Regions from separate parts of the Mus musculus genome. Here regions 2, 3, 4, 5 and 6 are each linked to region 1. A link is a contact called in public HiChIP or PLAC-seq, capture Hi-C and promoter capture Hi-C data. All regions are on one chromosome and are shown on one strand. The core of a region is the stretch at or near the end of the contact, and the rest is flanking DNA. Distances in the headings are between cores, read along the strand shown. Region 1 holds the start of Parvb (parvin, beta). Region 2 has its middle 27 kb from the start of Prr5. Region 3 has its middle 8.1 kb from the start of Gm34027. Region 4 holds the start of Prr5 (proline rich 5 (renal)). Region 5 has its middle 24 kb from the start of Gm34201. Region 6 holds the start of Mpped1 (metallophosphoesterase domain containing 1).

Region 1 (2,794 bases), core at 235-2,734:
CACACCTTTTTATTCAGTTTGGAGCCCAGCTCCTGGGACTGGGGGTGGGGGGTGGGGGGTGGGGGGTGGGGGTGGGGTGCTGCCCACGATTGAGACCTGGTGTTGTCTGTCCCTCCTTAACCCAAAGGAGATAGATAATCCTCTGGGTACATCCAGAGCTTTGTTTCCAAGGTGATCGGAGTTCTCCTCCGGTTGACAATCAGATTAACCACTGTCACGTGGGATGCAGGGAGTTTGTATTTCTGAGATTTCCGGGATCCTGGGGTCTCAGGCTCCCTGACAGTTATGAGAGGGAAGTCAGCCTGGGAAAGCCAAGTAAATGTCCCGTGCTGCCAAAGAGGGGTGTGCTTTAGTAGAGATAAGAGCAGCCAGGAACTGGGCCAGGGTGAGAGATGCCTGGCCCAGGTCTGTGAGTTTTCTTCCTATCATAGTGGAGGGAGGCAACACTTTTATCTTGGTCTTTGGAAACCATCCTTCCCTAGCAACTCTCTCTTCCCTATTTCTTCCCAAATCCTGGCCCTCTCTGATCCTTCTCCTCCTAAGGGGATCCCCACTGTGCCCATCCCACCCTTGGCTTGTAACTCTTTAGATACTGGGCACCCCATTCTCCATGACAAATCCCAAGGAGAGCCCAGGCACATCCTAGCTGAACAGCCAGCTTGGCTACACCCCTTCTGCCAGCGTCAATATTTCCTGCACTGAACTGAAACCGCTCGCCAGAAGGAGCGAGGCTCTGAGCCAGTACAAAGGGAGAAGGAAGAAACACCTCCCCCTCACACACACCCCCCTCCCAGCAGATTAGGTGCTGCCTGCGCCCCGGCCCTGATAGCTCCTATCTCTGCTGAGCCACGCAACCACCCTTCTGCTGGAGCCACAGGCCATTTGGTTTTCCCTCTGCCTACGCCTCAGTTCTCATGCTGCCTCTACCCCGCAGCGTCTCTAGAAACACGTTCATTTCGCTCCTAGTAAACCTCCCTGCCTGGTCCCATCCTTGTTCATCATCTACTGTTCCCAAATCAGCAACAATCAATTTTGTGCAACACAAACCTGGTCATGGCTGTTAGCCTAGCATCCTTCCCTGGGGCCTGCGCTCTTCCTCCGGGTGCCCATGCTGCCCGGATTCTTCCAGCCCGTGGCTCCCATGGAACTCTTTGGCTGGGCTTGCCTTGGGGGAAGGGTCACTGTGTATGAGGCTACTGTCCCACAAAGGCACCCACTACACCCAAAGCATCGACTCAAGGGATGCCCTAGTCCTGCGCCAGGATTCTGGCAGAGACTCAACATCTGACCGTACATGTTTGTGGGACTAATTGATTCTGGGCTTCCAGCACGGTGAGGCTGCACAAAAGGGGGCCGGTCGTGCCTGGCACTACGCGCAGGGTCCTGCTGTATTGCGGGCGGGGGAGCTCAGCTGCAGCACCGGGACCTCGGGGTCAGTAGGCAGGGGCGGGGAAGCCGGGGCCGCGCCCTCCTGGCCACTCCCCGGCCGGCGGTGGGTGGCGCGCACTCGCTTATGTCCTCCGCGCCACCACGGTCGCCCACCCCGCGGGCCCCCAAGATGAAGAAGGACGAGTCTTTCTTGGGCAAGTTGGGCGGCACACTGGCAAGGAAGAAGAAGACCAGGGAGGGTGAGTGTGCCCCTGCGTCCCTTTGGCGCCAGCCGGGTGCCAGCGGTGTCCCCCGTGTGTCCGCTCCCTGCCCGCCTCGGCGGCGCCAATGAGCCCTCCTGTCGCGCTCAGGCTACGCGACCTTTGGGACAGGCCGGTCCCTGTCCGTAAGACATTTGCAGTGCTGGCCCAGTGCATAGGACGTGCGTTCTGCTCTGGACACAGGCCTAGCAAGCTACTGTTCCTGTGCTCATCCTTGTCGTGTGACACTCTCGTCACAGTGATTGGACACATGCTGGTAGAGAGGACCGGCTACTGTTTGCGTGATGCCTGCAAGCATGGCTCCGTCCCTAAGCTGGGAGTCAATGAAAGGGCACAGGACACACAGGCCAGGAGCCTGGGGAAGCCTGGAACCAGTGCAAGGGCAGGGGGCGGGGGGGAGGGGCGGGGGGGGAGGTCATGCCCCCTGCGCAGGAAAGTAATTTTAAAACGACTTTTTACTTTCAAAACTTTTAAAAAACAAAACTGCAAGGGATGTAACTTCTCCGCCTCTGGCCAGAGCCCTAAGGTACCGCAGTTCCCTCCCCTCCCCTCGCAGAAACATTCCTGAATTTTCTATTGTTTTGTCCTGGAGGCTCTTGCCCTTGGGCTGAGATTCCGGCAGCTCACGAGGAATGGGAGGGGCTTTCTGAGAAAGGACAGGTAGAAAGAAGCTTCAGAGACAACACTTCCTGGGGACCCCCAAGTTAGGGTGTGCTGAGGGTCTCCTCCAGCCACTGGAGCCACACTGACTCCCAGAAAGCCTGGGCCTCCAGGGCAAGCCCTGCCTAAGAGGTGACTGATAATCACCCTGTGGGCCCAAAGGACCGGCGTGAGGTATTTACTCATAAAGGGACCTCCAGGTCCTAAATTATGGGCAGACTCATTCTGGCCTTTCAAGGTGTCTTGAAAGGCAGGGCATGTGGGGAAATGCTGAACTTCTTTGATAGAACCGGTGAAGACACTGTGGGTCCCACATTCTGCCCAGACTTGCCTTCCCAGGCCTTCAACCCCAGAATGCCCTTTACCAACCTAGATTGTCCAGGGGGCAGGCAGGCCTGGTCTTCTTCCTAGGGTTTATTGCTAATCAAATGGGCTCTTCCCCTCTCAAGTCTTCCATTCCAGACCCTTCAGGTTGGCCTGCATCT
Region 2 (3,021 bases), core at 195-2,694, 420 kb after region 1:
GCCACTAAGAAAGGCCAGTGTAAGAAAGGGTACAAGGATGGAGGTCCAAAGAAAATCAAGCAAAGCCCAGAAACTCCAGATCTGAGCAAGGCTCATCCCATGTAGGAGACAAAACGAAGGCTTTGGATGAAGAGCTAACCGGGTGTGAAGACACACAGGCTGTCAGGTAGACGGAGGTCTGGGGGTTCCCTTGTGGGGCATCTCCTTCCCCATCCCCGGGTTTTAAGCAGTGCAGTGGCAGAGGGTAAGATGGGGCCTAGAATTCAGAAACAGAGCTGGGAGTCCCGCAGGGTTATGAGTTTTCATGCTCTTAGATTCCAGGAATCCGCTCAGTCGAAAGGTGAAGAATCCAGTGTAGCGACCTCCTCAGCCACACAGCCAGCTCAGCCCTTCTGTGCCAGGGCTGGGGAGGGCTGACTGAGGACATGAGGCTCCGCTCAGAGGAGAGCCCAGGCTAATGAAAGTCTTTATCTGGCTCAACTTGGCTCAGCTAAACCCTGACCATCAAGTAGGCATTATAGGCTCTGCAATAAAATAGATAAAGAAGAGGCGGGGTGTGGGGGTGCTATCTGGAAATCAAAGTCAACCTGAACTACATGTGACCCTATCCCAAGAAATCAAAATAGAGTACCCCCGCCCTCTGGTTTTTCCAAGACAGGGTTTCTCTTGTAACCTTGGCTGTCCTGGACAGGCAGATAGAGTTCAAGGCTAGCCTGGTCTACAGAGTGAGTTCCAGGACAGTCAGGGCTACATAGAAAACCCCTGTCTTGAAAAAGGAAAGAAAGAATTCTAGGGTTATGGATATATAACCATCTAAGCCATCACACAGAATCTATAACTTTGTGAGGATCTCAAGCAACCCAAGATAGCTTTGACTCTGCTCTATAACCAAGAAGGACTTTGAACTCCTGGTCGGTGCTGGGACCCTACCTGGTTTTATGCCATGCTGTGGGTGGAACTTGGGGCTTTGTGTGTGCTAGACGAGTATTCTACCAACGGAGCTACAGCCCCAGCCCCAGAATTAAAAAAAAAAAAAAAAATTTTAAGGACAAATGTCTTCAATAGATGCAAAAACGAATAATCCTCAAACAAATTAAAAAAAAAAAAGGGATACCCCACCAACCGGTAAAGAAATTCCAAGAACGTATAGACTAACGTCACAGTAAATCGGAAGCTTTCTCCAGCAGCCCGGCATAAGACATGGATCTCGGCTCTCCCCATTCCCCCCTTGATCCGGAAGCGCTAAACAGCCTGTATGTTGCTCGCGTAGGAAACCTAGAAGCGTTCTACAGAGCCCTGGCTCTGTGGATAAAGCACCGAACGGACCCGTTGAAAGGTCTGGGATGCTGACGGCAGGCTGGCTGCAGGCTCTCCAAGAAGCCAGCCATCTCAGGCCAACTGCGCCTGTGCTGACTCTACATGGAAACCTGAGAGCAGCCGCGGAAGGACAGATTGCTGGCAGGATGCCAGACCACAGCCTTCGTCACTAATCCCACCCTGGGACACAGGATGTGGATGAGTGGGGGGAGGCGGGGCGGGGCGGGGGATGGGGCAGCTGCCTGCCGGGCTTTCTGAGTGTGCATGGAGGAGGGAGCTTAGACTCTTTATCATCAAGTTCTATGTCTTGGGGTGGGGGAGGAAGAGTTGCCGGCCAGAGCTGTTCCCATGGGGATGAAGGAAAGGTGCCCATCCTGGAACCAGGGTCCTGATCTCCTCATCCTCTCAGGCTCTTCTGTGGGGACCCAGGGTGGACACTCACTGGCAGGGCAGCTGAGGACTGCAGGATGACACTTTCCCAGGAACTGTAAATCTGTGAGCCTGCTGTTGAGGGAGACTTTCCCTCAGCTCTCCCTAGCGGACAGAAGCAACCCAACCCCTATGGTAGCAGTTCCCAGGCTATGGGGGGAGGGGAAGTCGCATTGCAGATATCCTGCATAGCAGATATATTCCATTACGGTTCATAGCAGTAGCAACATTACAGTTATGAAAATTTAAGTTAAGCATCAACAAAGCAATCTTAAGGTTGGGGATGACCACAATGTGAAGAACGAAATAGAAAGGCCACGGCGCTAGGAAGGTTGAGAACCACCGCATGGGCTTCCAACATCACAACCTTGATCATAGCAACTGGCAGAATTAGCGTTTAGGCCTCGCTCACCCTGCTCTTCAGCCCTGCCCTTCAAGCTCTTCCGAGCAACTGGGAGTCCTTCTGCATTCCAACCCCAGCTTCCCAGCTGCAAGGCTTCCCTGTGGGCTTGTTACTCAAGTTAAGGTCTGGGCCCTGGCAGCCCCCCCAACAAGCCAAGCTCAGCAAACTGTCCTCGACAAGCCAATTAAAGACAAGCAACACGCAGAGAGGAGAAAATAGGAAGTTTATTCAACATAGCCATGTTGGGAAGGTGAACGCAGAGGCCCAGGGACTGCTTCCTACTCAAGGCCATCTTCTGTGTCCTAACAAGATATTTAGGCTGACATAAAGGGGAAGAAGTGTGCATAGCCAGGCAGTCCTGGTCCAAGCGGGGCCCCGCCTACCATCATTGTCTGCGTCTAGTCTCTTCTGCAAGGTGGTCTGATAAACTATGAGGACCGTGCAGAATCTCTTCCTAGGATGCAAGCTCCTCCTTGGGTCAGCTCTAGGAGTCAGCTTTGTTCTTTTCCCAGTGTGAAACCCCTGGGAATATCAATATCCCAGAATCGTGGGGTGCATTATCTCCATAGTCTGACAGCCAAGGGGAGGGGCTCATGAGTCTGTTCGGAATAGTTTTTATCCTGACAGATTGTCACAAGCTCAAGGGTAGACGTGGGGGTGCGGGGGGCAATGTGGAAGCCTTCAGAAGTCCTGGGCCTCTGAGGAGTTGCTCGAAATATGACATTTGGCTTGTGTTAGAAGGGAAAAGCTTCCTGGTATGAGCTCATCTGGGTGCAGTTCCTTCAGCTGCACCCCAAGATGGAGCCATGTTGCTCAAAATTCCTCACTGGAGGAAATATATGAATAATATCTATCTCTCCCTCCTCACAAGC
Region 3 (2,874 bases), core at 279-2,778, 300 kb after region 1:
TAGCAGAGCCTTTGTGACCATAGCTCATCTGATCTACAAAGCACAGCATTTTGTTTCACATCAGCGGGACTGGGCACTTGTGAGTTTACTCTGTGCTCCCGATACCAGGCATGGCATGCCATGTCCTCTCCCAGTGGGAAGGCTACAGATCAAGAGCGCTCTACCTTCTGTTGTCAAGCCCTTTACTGTGCGTGCTGATCACATTGGCAAAGATGGTGCCCCCGTGATTGTGATTGCCTCTCACAGGCCTGTCTCTGCTCTACCTGGCATCAAGTCTCCTCAACATGAGCATGGGAGGGGGCAACATCATGAAAGCAACAGGAAGAGTTGAAGAAAAGTCATGTCCACGTATTACTTGGAAGAAGGTCCAAGATACTTCCTGGGGAAACAGTGCAGCCCTGCCAAGGGTTAAACATGTCGTCGGTATACAATTCACAACCAGATCTGCAGGCAGCCTCTACACAGATATTCACAGCAGCATGATCCTCAAAAGTTTACAAAAGCAGAAGTAAGCCACACATCTGTCCACACGTGTGTTAACATAAGTGTGCCTTTTTGATTGAATACCCTTCACCTGTAGAAAAAGAGGGACATCACGGAGAAGTGGAACTATTGTAAGAGCCAGAGGACCAGGCTTAAGTGTCTTCTGGACACGGCAGGACCATGACATAGTTGGCTTTTAATCCCTGTGATAAAACACTGACCAAAAACAACTCCAGTTTATTTCAGCCTATCACTGAGGGAAGTCAGGGCAGGAACTCAGAGGCAGGAACTGAAGCTGAGACCATGGAGGAGTATGGCTTGCCAGCTTTCTCCCCATGACATGCTCAGCACCTACACTCCCCAAGGAGCACAGCAAGGCCCAGAAGAAAGAGCACATTACGCCCAGGAGTTTGGTTGGGATGATGGCACCAACCCCAGGTGGTACTCAGAAGTTCCTGGGCTAGGTCACTGGCCCCTTTGCCTGCAAACCTCAAAATTGGATGCTTGCACTCTTTATTTATTTTATTTATTTTTATTTTTTTTATTTTTCTTTACTTTTTTTTTTCAAGACAGGGTTTCTCTGTATAGCCTTGGTTGTCCTGGAACTCACTCTGTAGACCAGGCTGGCTTCGAACTCACAAATCCGTCTGTCTCTGCCTTCCAAGTGCTAGAATTAAAGGTGTGTGCCACCACTGCCTGGCTGGATGCTTGCACTCTCAACTGGGTAAATAGCTTAGGAAAATTCCCACAGCTGACATAAAATTACCAGATTGTAGCCCACCCTAGAAAATCAGTAAGAGCTAGCCCCTCCTTCACCCCTCTTTTTTTTTTATTGTAAGCTGCTTGGTCCCCTTCTTGGCCAGCTTTGGCTCCCTTCTGCTTGCAAGCTGAAGCCCTAATTAAAGAGCATTGCTAGTGTTGTTCACAACATTTGGCTTTGCCTTGTTTCTATTGTTTCCATGCCAAAAGATCCTGTCTCTGCCCCGAATCCCACTGCCAGGTTTCAATAACGGCCACAGGAAGCAGACTGAAAACAACTGTGGACGCAGGAGACTCACGATGCATCATCAGCACTCGGGGCCTAATTGGGGCGTGAGAAACCGACACATGGCAGCCGACTGCTCATTATCCTCAGGCACACGTGGAACCTTTTCAAAATTTGGCCATATTTTGGCCATAAAAGAGCTCTTAATAAACTTCAAAGGGTGTCACGTGTAAGCACCCAGTGCAAGGTAATTAGGTTCAAGAATCAGGAAAAAGATAGCTATGAATTAAAAATGCTCATTTCAATAATCTACAGGTCACAGAACGGAACGCCATGCAAATGAGAAGATATTTTGTCTTGAGTGGAAAATAGAAACAAGAACTTCCAAGCATGTGGGAGGCAGGCAGCGCCGAGAACACCCGAGCCATGAATATTAAGAAATAACGGAGGCTGAAAATTAATGAACTAAGCATCCAGTTCACACACCTAAAAGAACTAAAAGAAGCAAAAATACCAGAGGAAATCAAATAATAAAGATGAGCTTATAAATTAATGAAACGGAGGGGGGCAGGAGAATGTGAGAAATTAATGAAATTAGAAATTAATTCTCTGAAAAGTCCTGGCGGATGAGAGTTGACTTGTTTGAGCCTGTTTCCCTGGAGACCAGTCTCTCAGCAGGAGAGCTGGCCTCATGCACACCTCAGTGACAGCCAGATGGAGTCCAGGGCTTGAGACAAGGCTTCCTAACAGCTGTAAGGCTTGGAACCAGACCCTGCCTGGCACCTGGCAGGTACTCATGCAAGAACACTGCAGAATCAAGCCCTTGACCAGGAGAGAAGAGAATCACAATTTCCTAGCATCACAGCATCCTAGCCCAGGAGGCTGGGCTGGAAAGTCACTTTGTAACCCCAGATGCCCAGGCAGGCTAGATCTTTGTGAGTAGCCCGTGTTGGTTGCATGGATGGCTGCTCCCTCATGAAGACACCTCTCCGTACTTATGTACACTCTGCATCAAAGAGCTCTGGCTTGCGTGACCCGAGCGTGGAGAAATCTCTGGGGATATTGGTGATGGAGAGAGAGACAGACAGAGAAAGAGACAGAGACAGACAGAGAGAGAGAGAGAAAGAGACAGAGTGGGGAAGGAAGGGAGGAAGGAAGGGAGAAGAGAGACAGAGACAGACAGAGTTACAGGCAGAGACAGAAGGAGAGGGAGGGAGGGAGGGAGGGAGGGAAGGAGGGAGGGAGGGAGGGAGAGAGAGAGAGAGAGAGAGAGAGAGAGAGAGAGAGAGAGAGAGAGAGAGCATGAGCAGAAACTGAACTGGAAGGGAAAAGCTAACACTGTGAACCCTGAAGACCCTGCAAAGCCAGAGAGATGATGTGCTAGGCTGAGCAACAGTCTTTGAGGA
Region 4 (2,877 bases), core at 155-2,654, 450 kb after region 1:
TGCTCCAGGGATGGAGAGCACCCACCCGGGACATAGGACTAGCCACAAGGCTAGTGCTATGGAGCAATGACAGCCCTCCCCTCCCCTCCGCTCCCCTCCCCTCCCCTCCCCCCAGCCATGCTGACCACCACTGTACACCTGAGTGAGCAGTTTCTACACCCCCACCTGAATGCCGCATCCTCCCAGACCTGGGTTCCTTGACTTGGTTCAGAAAGCTGGTGCCTGTTGTTTGGAGACTGGAAAATTCATCTGCTGTTGACCCCCAAGTCAGGTCCTCACTGGGGCCATTGACTGAATGAAGGAGGTAGGAGCAGCCCAGCCCTTCCCTGCCCTGGCTGCCATTTCACAATAGGTTGAGTGGCCTTCGGCTCTGTGAGAGTTCTTGCGAACAAGGAGTTGTCTGTTTGATCCTTGCCTCCTAAGACAGGCATGTGGGGGTGTCCAGTACACAGTGGCTGGTTAGGAAATGCTGATGGTGGGAGTTGAACCATGACTCTACTCTCCTGCAAGTCACCTGGGGCTGTGCTTGGAAGTGGCAGGCAAAACGAGTGGGACTCCCAGATCTTGCTTGAAGGAGGCTGTGTGTCAGGAGCTGGGGTGTCAGGGGCACTGTGTGTTCGTGAGCCTTGGTCCAGCCTGCCATGTTCTGGTGGCAGAACCCGGGAGAGATTATTTTGCCCTGGGTGCCCCCACAACATTCCCAGCAGGTAGAATTCAAATTTGCCTCAATGCCCCAGGGCTGTCCTGTCCTAGGATCATTTTGCCTTGTGCCTAAGTCACCAGGATTGAGGAGACACTCTGACTTCTACCATACAAGGGGATCTGGGATTCAGGGGGTGCCACTGTCCTCCATTCCTTCAACTCTCGGTGCAACAACCCCTCTGGCCAGTCAATCATCCAAGGTACCGGCCTGAGAGGACCCTAGTCCCTGGCCCCTCCCCCGAGAAAAGGCTCTAGGACAGCCTGGTCATGCTAAACTCAGGTGGGGTGGGGCTGATGGCTGAGGCACCCGGCAGAAAGCTTTGATCCGCAGTGGGCGGAGCCTGTGTCCACGTGAAGGGGTCTGGATAGATCTCTGTGGGCACAGCCTTTCCTCCTGGGATGGGTGTCTGGAGAGGGAGTGAGTTCAAGAGACGTTAATGGGAGCCTATGAGTCCCTGTGCATGGTGTGTGTGTGACCACAGGGTTGGTTGGGTGCCGGGTGGACAGTTGGGATTGAACTGCTCTGTGGCTCCTGTGTGGTGGCTTCCGAAGGGAAGAAGGGAGGTGGCTGAGAGCAAAGGAGCCAGCCCCTTGAGCTGGCCCTTTGGCCGCAGAGGGCTCCAAGACGCCGGCCCCGCCCTCCCAACAGGAGACCACGCCCACTATGGCCCCGCCCAGGCTGGAGGCCCCGCCCCCGGCCTGCTTTTGCGCTCCGAGCGCTCCACGCTGAGCCGCCGCGAGCCATGGTTCACAGGGCCCCGCGCTGGGAGTGCTGCCCCGGGCGGGGGCGCAGGACCCGGGCGGGACCCCACGGGGTCGCCGGGCTTGCTGCTAGCCGCCGACTATCGTCGTAGGGGACGCGGGGGCGCGTGTGGGCCGGGGTGAGCATGAGGACTCTCCGCAGGTTGAAGTTCATGAGTTCGCCCAGCCTCAGTGACCTGGGCAAGAGGGAGCCGGGCGCGGCGGGTACGGACGAGCGGGGCACGCAGCAGCGCCGGGCCTGCGCCAACGCCACCTGGAACAGGTAAGGCGCGCAGCCCGGAGCGGCGTGGCCGGAGACCGCACCGCGCCACTTTGCGCGCAGCTCGCCCCGCCGCCGGGCCGTGCGCGGGGAGGGAAGTGAGTGCAACGTGTCAGCGGCTAGAGCCCACGATCGCTCCCCGGGGGTGGGTGGGTGGGTGGGCGGCCGGGGAGCAGGAGGCCTCTGAGCCCCCACTTCGCAGGGGCGCACTTGAACCTCGCGGGCCCCCGGCGGGGCGCCGCTGCACTTCCTGTATGCGTGTCGGGCCCTCGGCGCGGGGTGGGCGGTGGCTTTCCCTGAGTTGGACCCCGGGCCTCCCAGCTGTCCGCGGGGGTGCGCCAGCTGCCAGACATTCCTTACCGGACCCTTCCGGAGGCCCATCCAGGACCAGCCGGGCGTGGGAAGCCCCTCCCCCAGCTGTGTTCTCAACCAGTCACAGATAGTTCTTTTAGCCATAGTTCCCCGGTGGGTCTCCTCTTGGCCCTTAAGGAAAAATTAAAAAAAAAAAAAAGTATTTCCATCCAAAGTAAAACACGGATTGAGGGAGGTTTGTGGATGCTGGCTCTCCACTCCACCCCTCCACCTGGCAGAGAAATCCTGCCAGGTTCTTCACCCTCTGTGGTCTGCCACTAGGGACACGGCTGTCACTTGGACACATGTCTTCTGTTCATCTAGTCTGAGAGCAATCGGGGGGGGGGGGCACCCGGCTGCCAGCAGGGACCCTAAGTTCCTCCACTAAGCTGCAGCCTGCCTGAGAGCTGAGACTACCTACCTTAGTTTCCCTCTCTGCTGGGCCTACACCGGTCTCCTCATTGGGCTGGGAGCAGAACTGTGAGAGAAGGAAGACTCCTTTTCCCCAGAACTGCTCAACCACTCTCTTCGTCCCCTTCCTTGTCTCTGGCCAGGGTTTAGTGGAGCCATGCTGACTTTTGGCTCAGATTTCAACTCCACTCCTCTGTTGTGTGGCCCTAGGCAGTTGGTTTTCCACTTCTGGTCCTCAGTTTCTTTATTAATAATATGGGTGAGTGACTGTTGTTGGAGTAAATGTGAAGATGTGTAATCAGGCTGTGAGCATGAGTTCTGGCACACAGTAGGTCTACCCTGTAACTCAGAACTCAAGTCTAGGAACATTCAGAGAGTAGTGTCTCGGAAGT
Region 5 (2,954 bases), core at 305-2,804, 370 kb after region 1:
CACATGGGTGCAGAGGCCTTGGCTGCTGTCTCCCGGCAGCGTGCTGTCTTGCTCGGGTGTTAAGTGTTAAGCATCCTCTCTGCTGTAGGGAGTCTTGCTCCCACACTGGATCCTGCCCTATTCCCATCTCACACTGAGGATCCTCCTGGTTTGATCAGCTGCCATGATGGTGGCTGGTACCACCCAGGTCTGATGGAGACATAGCCATGAGCTCTGTACCCACTGGCTGATATGTCCCCTACCCTCATGGGGACTCACAACTTGGCCTCTGCTTGGCTGCCACCCTCCTGGACCTCTGGGTCACCAAAGATCGTGGTCTTCCACAGAGCCTGAACCCCATCTCAGTCTAGAAGCCCTCTCAGGGCTGCTGTTGGCACACCTGAGACTCAAGATGCCCTGAGACACCCATCCTTGGAACCTTGGCCTCTGCCTCTCAATGGCCACTTGAGGATGGGGACCCAGGAACACACTCAAGCCTTGTGTGTGTGGTACCACAGGAGAAACTCACTCTTATCCCAAAACCCACAGGGACCCAGCAGGTACCCTTACCTAACTAAACATCATTCACCTTGCCATCTCTTTAGACAGGCTCCTTATCTGAAGGTCACTTAGTGACAGAAGGATCTAGAACCAGCCTACAGTCCCAGGTGGAAGGTAAACTGAGTGCCATCTTGGATCCAGCTCTACCCTGTGGGTCACTGGGTATGTACCCATATCGCTTGGGCCTAAGTTTGCAGGAGGAGGGGAAAGGGACGTACTAGTTGTTATCCCTGGGCCTAAAGTGGCCCTGACTGAGGGTCTCGGCCACTGCCTGAGATCAACAGGGATGCCACAGCCTATGAGGAAATAAAGGGGCAGAACCTTCCCAGAAATCAGCCTTGGGCATCCCTGGGGATCATCGCAGCTTTCTTGGCTTCTCTGCCCCTTCCTGGCTATGAGGCCTGGCTGTAGCTTCTGCATCCACTGGGAGACCGTGAGGACAGCCAGTACCCCTCGTCCTCGCCGACTGATCCCACCACCTCTGTCATCAGGACCAGCAATTTTAAGGCTTTTTCTGAACAGCTACCATCCATTGTCCTGGTTCACACATACCCTACAGTTGCCCATGACATCACCACTAGATCCCTGCCTTGAAGGCCCTAGATCTGGACTTAAATCTACTCCCCTCCAAGTCCCAGGCCACCTGAAGTACAATCCCGGGAGATGACATTGAAAAACAGAGCTGTTCTAGGAAGCTGTGGGAGTCATTAGGAGATGACAGGCAGGACCACTAGGTAATTGGATACCTGGGGCCCACTTCTGACACAGGCCACCCATGGCCTGAAGCTTAGCTCCCAGCTTTCTTCAGAGAGGCTTCCAGCCACCTTCTTCCTCCCGCAGACCTCGCCCAGGTCCTCAAAGTTAATTATTCCCAGACAGAAAATTACTTCTAACTCTGAAAAAAGGAGTGATTTGGGAAGGCAGATATCTAATTACTGGCCTTCTCTGCATGTCTCAGGGAGGCAAGCGAGAGTTTCCTGGGCCTGGGAATGCAATTACGGGGAACATTAGAGCTGCTGTGGTCAGTACCTACGTCAGCGCTCAGCCAACTCCTGGCAGGAACTGAGCCCTGGTGGCCAACAGCCTAGGAGTCAGAGACCGGCTCCTGTGATTTGCAAGGGGTGCTCAGCAGACTGTGGGGTTCATGTGTGACCTGATGCCCTGTCCCAGTAGCAAGCTGAATGGCATACACCAAAACTCACAGATACTCCAAGCTTCAGTCTCCTGACTCCGTTTGGAACCAAGGTCTTAGCAAAGAAGACCAGGCAGTGTTTGGTGGCTGTGAGTAGACGAGTGGGGTCCTCGTGTGAGGAAGAGAGGATACTGAGACAATGTGTGGCATCAGCAATGGTTTGGAGTGGCCCAGGGCCAGGAGGAACTGCAGGTTCCTGGAGCCTTCAGAGACTACCTGTGGCACCATGTGCTTGGATTTTGTAGCAGGCAGAGTCGTGGGAATACGGTTTCGTTAAGCCCCTTAGGAGCCTGGATCTGGGGATCTGCTTGCTCTGTAGCCTGGGGAGACTGTATCCAAAGGCTCACCAGTGAGGGTGCTCCTAGGCACGTGCTTGGTTCTCTCCCTGCTGTAACCAATAGCTCTTCCCTGCCTTTGCCAAGTGAGGTTGCCTACTCCCCAAATCCCACAGCTTGCTGAGAAACTCACAGCCTTCAGCCCAGGCCCAGCACCACGAGGTCCATTCTGTGCCTCCTGCAGCCAGTGGCCTCCAGCTCCACACTCTCAGTTCTCAAGACCACTTCTCACCCCACTCCACCTACCGAGCTGCTTGGCCCACCAGCACCAGCCACCCCACAGCAAAACTCAGAGCTGGCACTTTCAATGGGCAGGCCCTGAGGATGCCCAGCGAGCAGGTCATGGGAGAAGGAGGATGGTAAGTTCTAGGGAGAAGTGTAGTCTCCAAATGAACTGTCTCAGTCAGGGTTTCTATTGCTGTCACAAAACACCATGACCAAAAAGGAAGTTGGGGAGGAAAGGGTTTATTCGGCTTACACTTCTATATTGCTGTTCATCACTGAAGGAAGTCAGGGCAGGAATTCAAACAGGGCAGGATCCTGGAGGCAGAAGCGGATGCAGAGGCCCGTAAGCAGTGTTGCTTAATGGCTTGCTCAGCCTGCTTTCCCATAGAATCCAGGACCACCAGCCCAAGGATAGCCCCACCCATCATGGGTTGGGCCCTCCCCCTTTGATCACACTAATTGAGAAAATGCCTCACAGCTGGATCTCATGGGGGCATTTCCTCAACTAAAGTTCCTTCCTCCCTGATGATTCTAGCTTGTGTCAAGTTGACACAAAACCAGCCAGTACAAGAACCAAAGCAGCCTTCAAGTTCCACCCATTCTCAGAAGTTTTTTCTGCTCTCAGGATAGGTTTCTCTACACAACCATTTTTGCACGTGCTC
Region 6 (2,829 bases), core at 250-2,749, 450 kb before region 1:
TGATGTCCTGAGCTGCAGCCTTGTCTCTCAGGTAGGCAGGGATGTTCTCTGAAGCACAAAGTGGTGTTGTAGTCTTAGGAGGGAAGGGTCTACAGGGTGAGTTATGGGGTCCCACTGGGAGAGAGCTCTGCACCATCAGTTTCTCCTCCTTAGCCTCTTCCTAACCAGACCTACTCCCTGTCTGGGATGCTGGAATGAGTTCTCTCAAAGCACAAGCTTGGTCATAGCAAGGCCTGGCCATAACCTTCAACGGCTCCCTAACACCCTAGCAAACTCCATGGGCTTAGCCAAGCGCCCAAGAACCTTACCTCCATTTCTTTTTCTTCTAGCTCCACAGAGCCTCAGCATCCCACCCTGCCCAGGACCCTGGCCTGTACCAGCCTCTATCTAGAAGGGTTTTTTTCCCCAGCCTGGGCATGATCTTACCCCATGTAGCATCTCCACTTTCAGGAAGCCACCCCAGGTGGCTGTCCCCTCTTCCCACACGTGCCATATCTCCCTCTGCCTCTCTCACAAGACTGGGTTCTCCTTCAGAGCAACCCAAGCCCCAAGTGCCAACTGAGGTGCCCTTGCGGGTCTGACCCTAATCATCTGAGAGAGATGGTAGGCTCTGTGATAAGCAAGTAGAACCCACAAATACTGGTTAAGGGATGTTGGGTGGACTTCCCTCCTAAGTTCCATTGTGGGGAGAGGCCCAGGACAGAGCTAGGCCCTGTGGACTCCTTTTTATCCTGGTCAGGGGTCGGGGGTCTTTGGCCTCTCAAACTTTGCACTGGAGAGACCTCTATGTCTCATTCTCTCTGCCTCCCGGGACAGGGCCTCCTGGAAACCTAGCACTAGGTCCTCTGCCTTCCAGACTGGCTTACCTGCCCGTACTGGGTTTCTAGGTGAGGCCACTGTGGGCCACCCAGGAGACCAGGCTGGGAGACCGGGAGTCAGAAGGGGCTCAACAAGAGGACCCTGGCCTGATCCAGTTGAGGGAGGGGGAGGTGTCCGCATCTCTCTATGGACAGAGACCCCGGTGGCCCCAGGTTGGGGTCCTAACCGCGGAGCGGGTGCCCGGGCACCGAGAAGGAGCCACGCATGCCCCTGCACGCGGTGCCTAGCGCGGCGCGCGGCTCCGGAGGTGAGGGCGCCCCGCCCCGCTCCCCTCTCCAGGCGCTCGGCGGCCGGGGCTAGGGGCTGCGTGGAGAGGGCGCGGGGCGGCCCCTGAGCGGCGGGATGCGGGCTCCCGGCCCGGGAGGGCGCCGAGGCCCCAGGCGCGGCCGGGGCGGCCGGGACCCGGGCGGGAGGGCGCGCGGGGCCGGGGCCCGAGGCCGCGATCGCGCTCCTGCGGGGCCCGGGCGCGCGGGCGGAGCGGCGCGGCGGCGCGCGGGGCCGGGGCGGCGCGGAGCCGGGCGGGGGAGGGGGAGGGGGCGCGGGGAGCCCCCCGCCCCGCGAAGGAGGAGTCTGGCTCCCACTCGCAGCCTCGGCCGCGCGGCGCAGAGGCCCCCGCCCCTGCGCGCCGCCCTCGCGGGAGCCGGGCCCCCGCCGCCCTCCGCGCGCGCTGCTGCTCGCGGCCGCCGAAGAGGAGCCCGGGGCCAGGTAGGACCCGGCCGGGCCGGGAGTGCGAGCGGGGCTGGGCGCGGGCGGCGGGCCGGAGGGGGCGCGGCTGGGACCCTGTCCCCGCACCCGGGGGGCCCCGCGGCGCCCGTAAAGTTACTTTGGCCGCCTCTGCCTTGCCCCGGGCGCGCGGCCCCGGGTCGGCTACCGCCGCTGCGCAGCCAGCGGGGCCGGGGCTGGCGGGAGGGGGCTCGGCCGGGGCCGCGCGGTCAGCGAAACTTTTCCCAGGCTGGTCGACTGCCGCTGACTGCTGTTGGAGTAGCCGGTGGGAGGAGAGGGCTGGTGGGGTGCAAGTGATGATGGGGGTGGTAACAATAGCCACCTCCTGTTGTGGAGAGCCTACTGTGTGCTGCCAGCCTCTGCTGACACTTGGAGGTGAGGGGTGAGAAGGGGACGGATGCTGGTCAAGTGGCTACTTTTGCTGGGTATTGCCGGGAACTTCACTAACACCCATGTGTCGTCCATTCATCCACCCATCTATCAATCCATCATCCTTCCTTCACTCATTCAACACACTTACTGCTCTCTGCTGTGCCCCCTCAGAGGCTTCAGTGACTAATCAGACAGCACCCAGTCCTTCAGGACAGTATTTCATGGAGTGCCCAAGCCGAAAGGTGCCTCTGTGTGTTTATTTTGGGACATGCTACGGGAGAGAGAATTCAAACACAGCCTTCCTGGGTTTAGGCAGGGGCAGAGGAGTGATGTTATGTGAAAGAGACTAGGAGGCCAGTCTTAGGGGTTGGAGACTCCATCCTCTCTTGACCCTCTGGGCCCAGGCTCAGTGGTTCATTGAGGTCAGGACACAGAGCACATTGGACCTGGATGTCCAGCTAGTCTGGCAGGATTGTCTCCTCCTCACTACTGGACTGTCCCCTCTCCTTCAGCATCCTTTCAGAATTGCAGCCCTCCCCCCCCCCACTTCTTCCCCTGAATGGCTGGGAGGAGAACGAACTGTTAACAATTATAAAATTAAACCCGGCGAACAAAAGTGAGGCACCATTGAATGGTTGGGCTCCTTGCCGGTTTATGAATGGTTGTGGCAGACTTGCTAGCAGGGATCAGCTACATTAGGGGGGTGTTGGGGGTGGGGATCAGTCACTAACCATATTAACACCCCAACTAGCCTTGGCCAAAGGAAAATTAAAACAACTTCAGTAGTATTTGGCACATGACTAAAAATGCCTTGGGGGGAGTCTGGACAGGCTTTGGGGTGACTGCTCCATCTCA

Evidence for each region. HiChIP or PLAC-seq counts read pairs in DNA pulled down with a chosen protein or histone mark. Capture Hi-C pulls out chosen DNA fragments and counts their contacts.
Region 2: a contact with region 1 is called in an H3K4me3 HiChIP or PLAC-seq map of embryonic basal ganglia, with 5 times the contacts expected there. The contact joins the enhancer-like site here to the promoter of Parvb in region 1. A contact is called at or near these places in 17 of 39 promoter capture datasets (the 3T3-L1 cell line, the C10 cell line, the HPC-7 cell line and 11 more), 1 of 15 datasets of contacts at CTCF or cohesin (the NIH/3T3 cell line), 20 of 115 datasets of contacts at active chromatin or transcription factors (the NIH/3T3 cell line, craniofacial prominence, embryonic basal ganglia and 13 more) and 2 of 9 other capture datasets (adipose tissue and embryonic stem cells).
Region 3: a contact with region 1 is called in an H3K4me3 HiChIP or PLAC-seq map of forebrain, with 5 times the contacts expected there. The contact joins the enhancer-like site here to the promoter of Parvb in region 1. A contact is called at or near these places in 10 of 39 promoter capture datasets (the 3T3-L1 cell line, 3T3-L1-derived adipocytes, the C10 cell line and 5 more), 1 of 15 datasets of contacts at CTCF or cohesin (large pre-B cells), 1 of 484 Hi-C or Micro-C datasets (bone marrow-derived macrophages), 6 of 115 datasets of contacts at active chromatin or transcription factors (differentiating embryonic stem cells, embryonic basal ganglia, embryonic stem cells and 3 more) and 4 of 9 other capture datasets (adipose tissue, embryonic stem cells, liver and 1 more).
Region 4: a promoter capture Hi-C map of adipose tissue shows a contact between it and region 1, with 5 times the contacts expected there. The contact joins the promoter of Prr5 here to the promoter of Parvb in region 1. A contact is called at or near these places in 11 of 39 promoter capture datasets (the 3T3-L1 cell line, the C10 cell line, cranial neural crest and 7 more), 1 of 15 datasets of contacts at CTCF or cohesin (large pre-B cells), 13 of 115 datasets of contacts at active chromatin or transcription factors (embryonic basal ganglia, embryonic forebrain, embryonic hindbrain and 8 more) and 2 of 9 other capture datasets (adipose tissue and embryonic stem cells).
Region 5: an H3K4me3 HiChIP or PLAC-seq map of embryonic basal ganglia shows a contact between it and region 1, with 8 times the contacts expected there. The contact joins the enhancer-like site here to the promoter of Parvb in region 1. A contact is called at or near these places in 21 of 39 promoter capture datasets (the 3T3-L1 cell line, 3T3-L1-derived adipocytes, the C10 cell line and 14 more), 1 of 15 datasets of contacts at CTCF or cohesin (the NIH/3T3 cell line), 5 of 484 Hi-C or Micro-C datasets (the AML12 cell line, LSK cells, bone marrow-derived macrophages and 2 more), 22 of 115 datasets of contacts at active chromatin or transcription factors (SST interneurons, VIP interneurons, a beta-TC-6 cell line and 17 more) and 4 of 9 other capture datasets (adipose tissue, liver, macrophages and 1 more).
Region 6: a contact with region 1 is called in a capture Hi-C map of embryonic stem cells, with 2.4 times the contacts expected there. The contact joins the promoter of Mpped1 here to the promoter of Parvb in region 1. A contact is called at or near these places in 4 of 39 promoter capture datasets (cranial neural crest, frontonasal cranial neural crest, liver and 1 more), 1 of 484 Hi-C or Micro-C datasets (embryonic stem cells), 1 of 115 datasets of contacts at active chromatin or transcription factors (embryonic stem cells) and 1 of 9 other capture datasets (embryonic stem cells).

Annotation. Positions count from the first base shown.
Region 1 is chr15:84,230,559-84,233,352 of GRCm38.p6, forward strand. It overlaps Parvb (parvin, beta), which reads left to right and starts at 1,485. Exons shown (of 13, transcript NM_133167.3): 1 at 1,485-1,628. The coding sequence starts at 1,514.
Region 2 is chr15:84,652,942-84,655,962 of GRCm38.p6, forward strand. No RefSeq gene overlaps it. Among named protein-coding and RNA genes, the nearest start is that of Prr5, 27 kb to the right of the region's middle. Within about 2 kb of position 1,445, at least 223 of the 459 cell types and tissues checked have an H3K27ac peak or open chromatin away from gene starts, as enhancers often do. A contact at or near this core is called in the HPC-7 cell line, the NIH/3T3 cell line, craniofacial prominence and 8 more, where this site is marked.
Region 3 is chr15:84,530,238-84,533,111 of GRCm38.p6, forward strand. No RefSeq gene overlaps it. Among named protein-coding and RNA genes, the nearest start is that of Gm34027, 8.1 kb to the right of the region's middle. Within about 2 kb of position 1,529, at least 18 of the 459 cell types and tissues checked have an H3K27ac peak or open chromatin away from gene starts, as enhancers often do. A contact at or near this core is called in forebrain, where this site is marked.
Region 4 is chr15:84,679,594-84,682,470 of GRCm38.p6, forward strand. It overlaps Prr5 (proline rich 5 (renal)), which reads left to right and starts at 1,405. Exons shown (of 8, transcript NM_146061.4): 1 at 1,405-1,726. The coding sequence starts at 1,590.
Region 5 is chr15:84,602,202-84,605,155 of GRCm38.p6, forward strand. No RefSeq gene overlaps it. Among named protein-coding and RNA genes, the nearest start is that of Gm34201, 24 kb to the right of the region's middle. Within about 2 kb of position 1,555, at least 12 of the 459 cell types and tissues checked have an H3K27ac peak or open chromatin away from gene starts, as enhancers often do.
Region 6 is chr15:83,778,524-83,781,352 of GRCm38.p6, forward strand. Mpped1 (metallophosphoesterase domain containing 1) reads left to right here and starts at 1,500. Exons shown (of 7, transcript NM_172610.3): 1 at 1,500-1,584.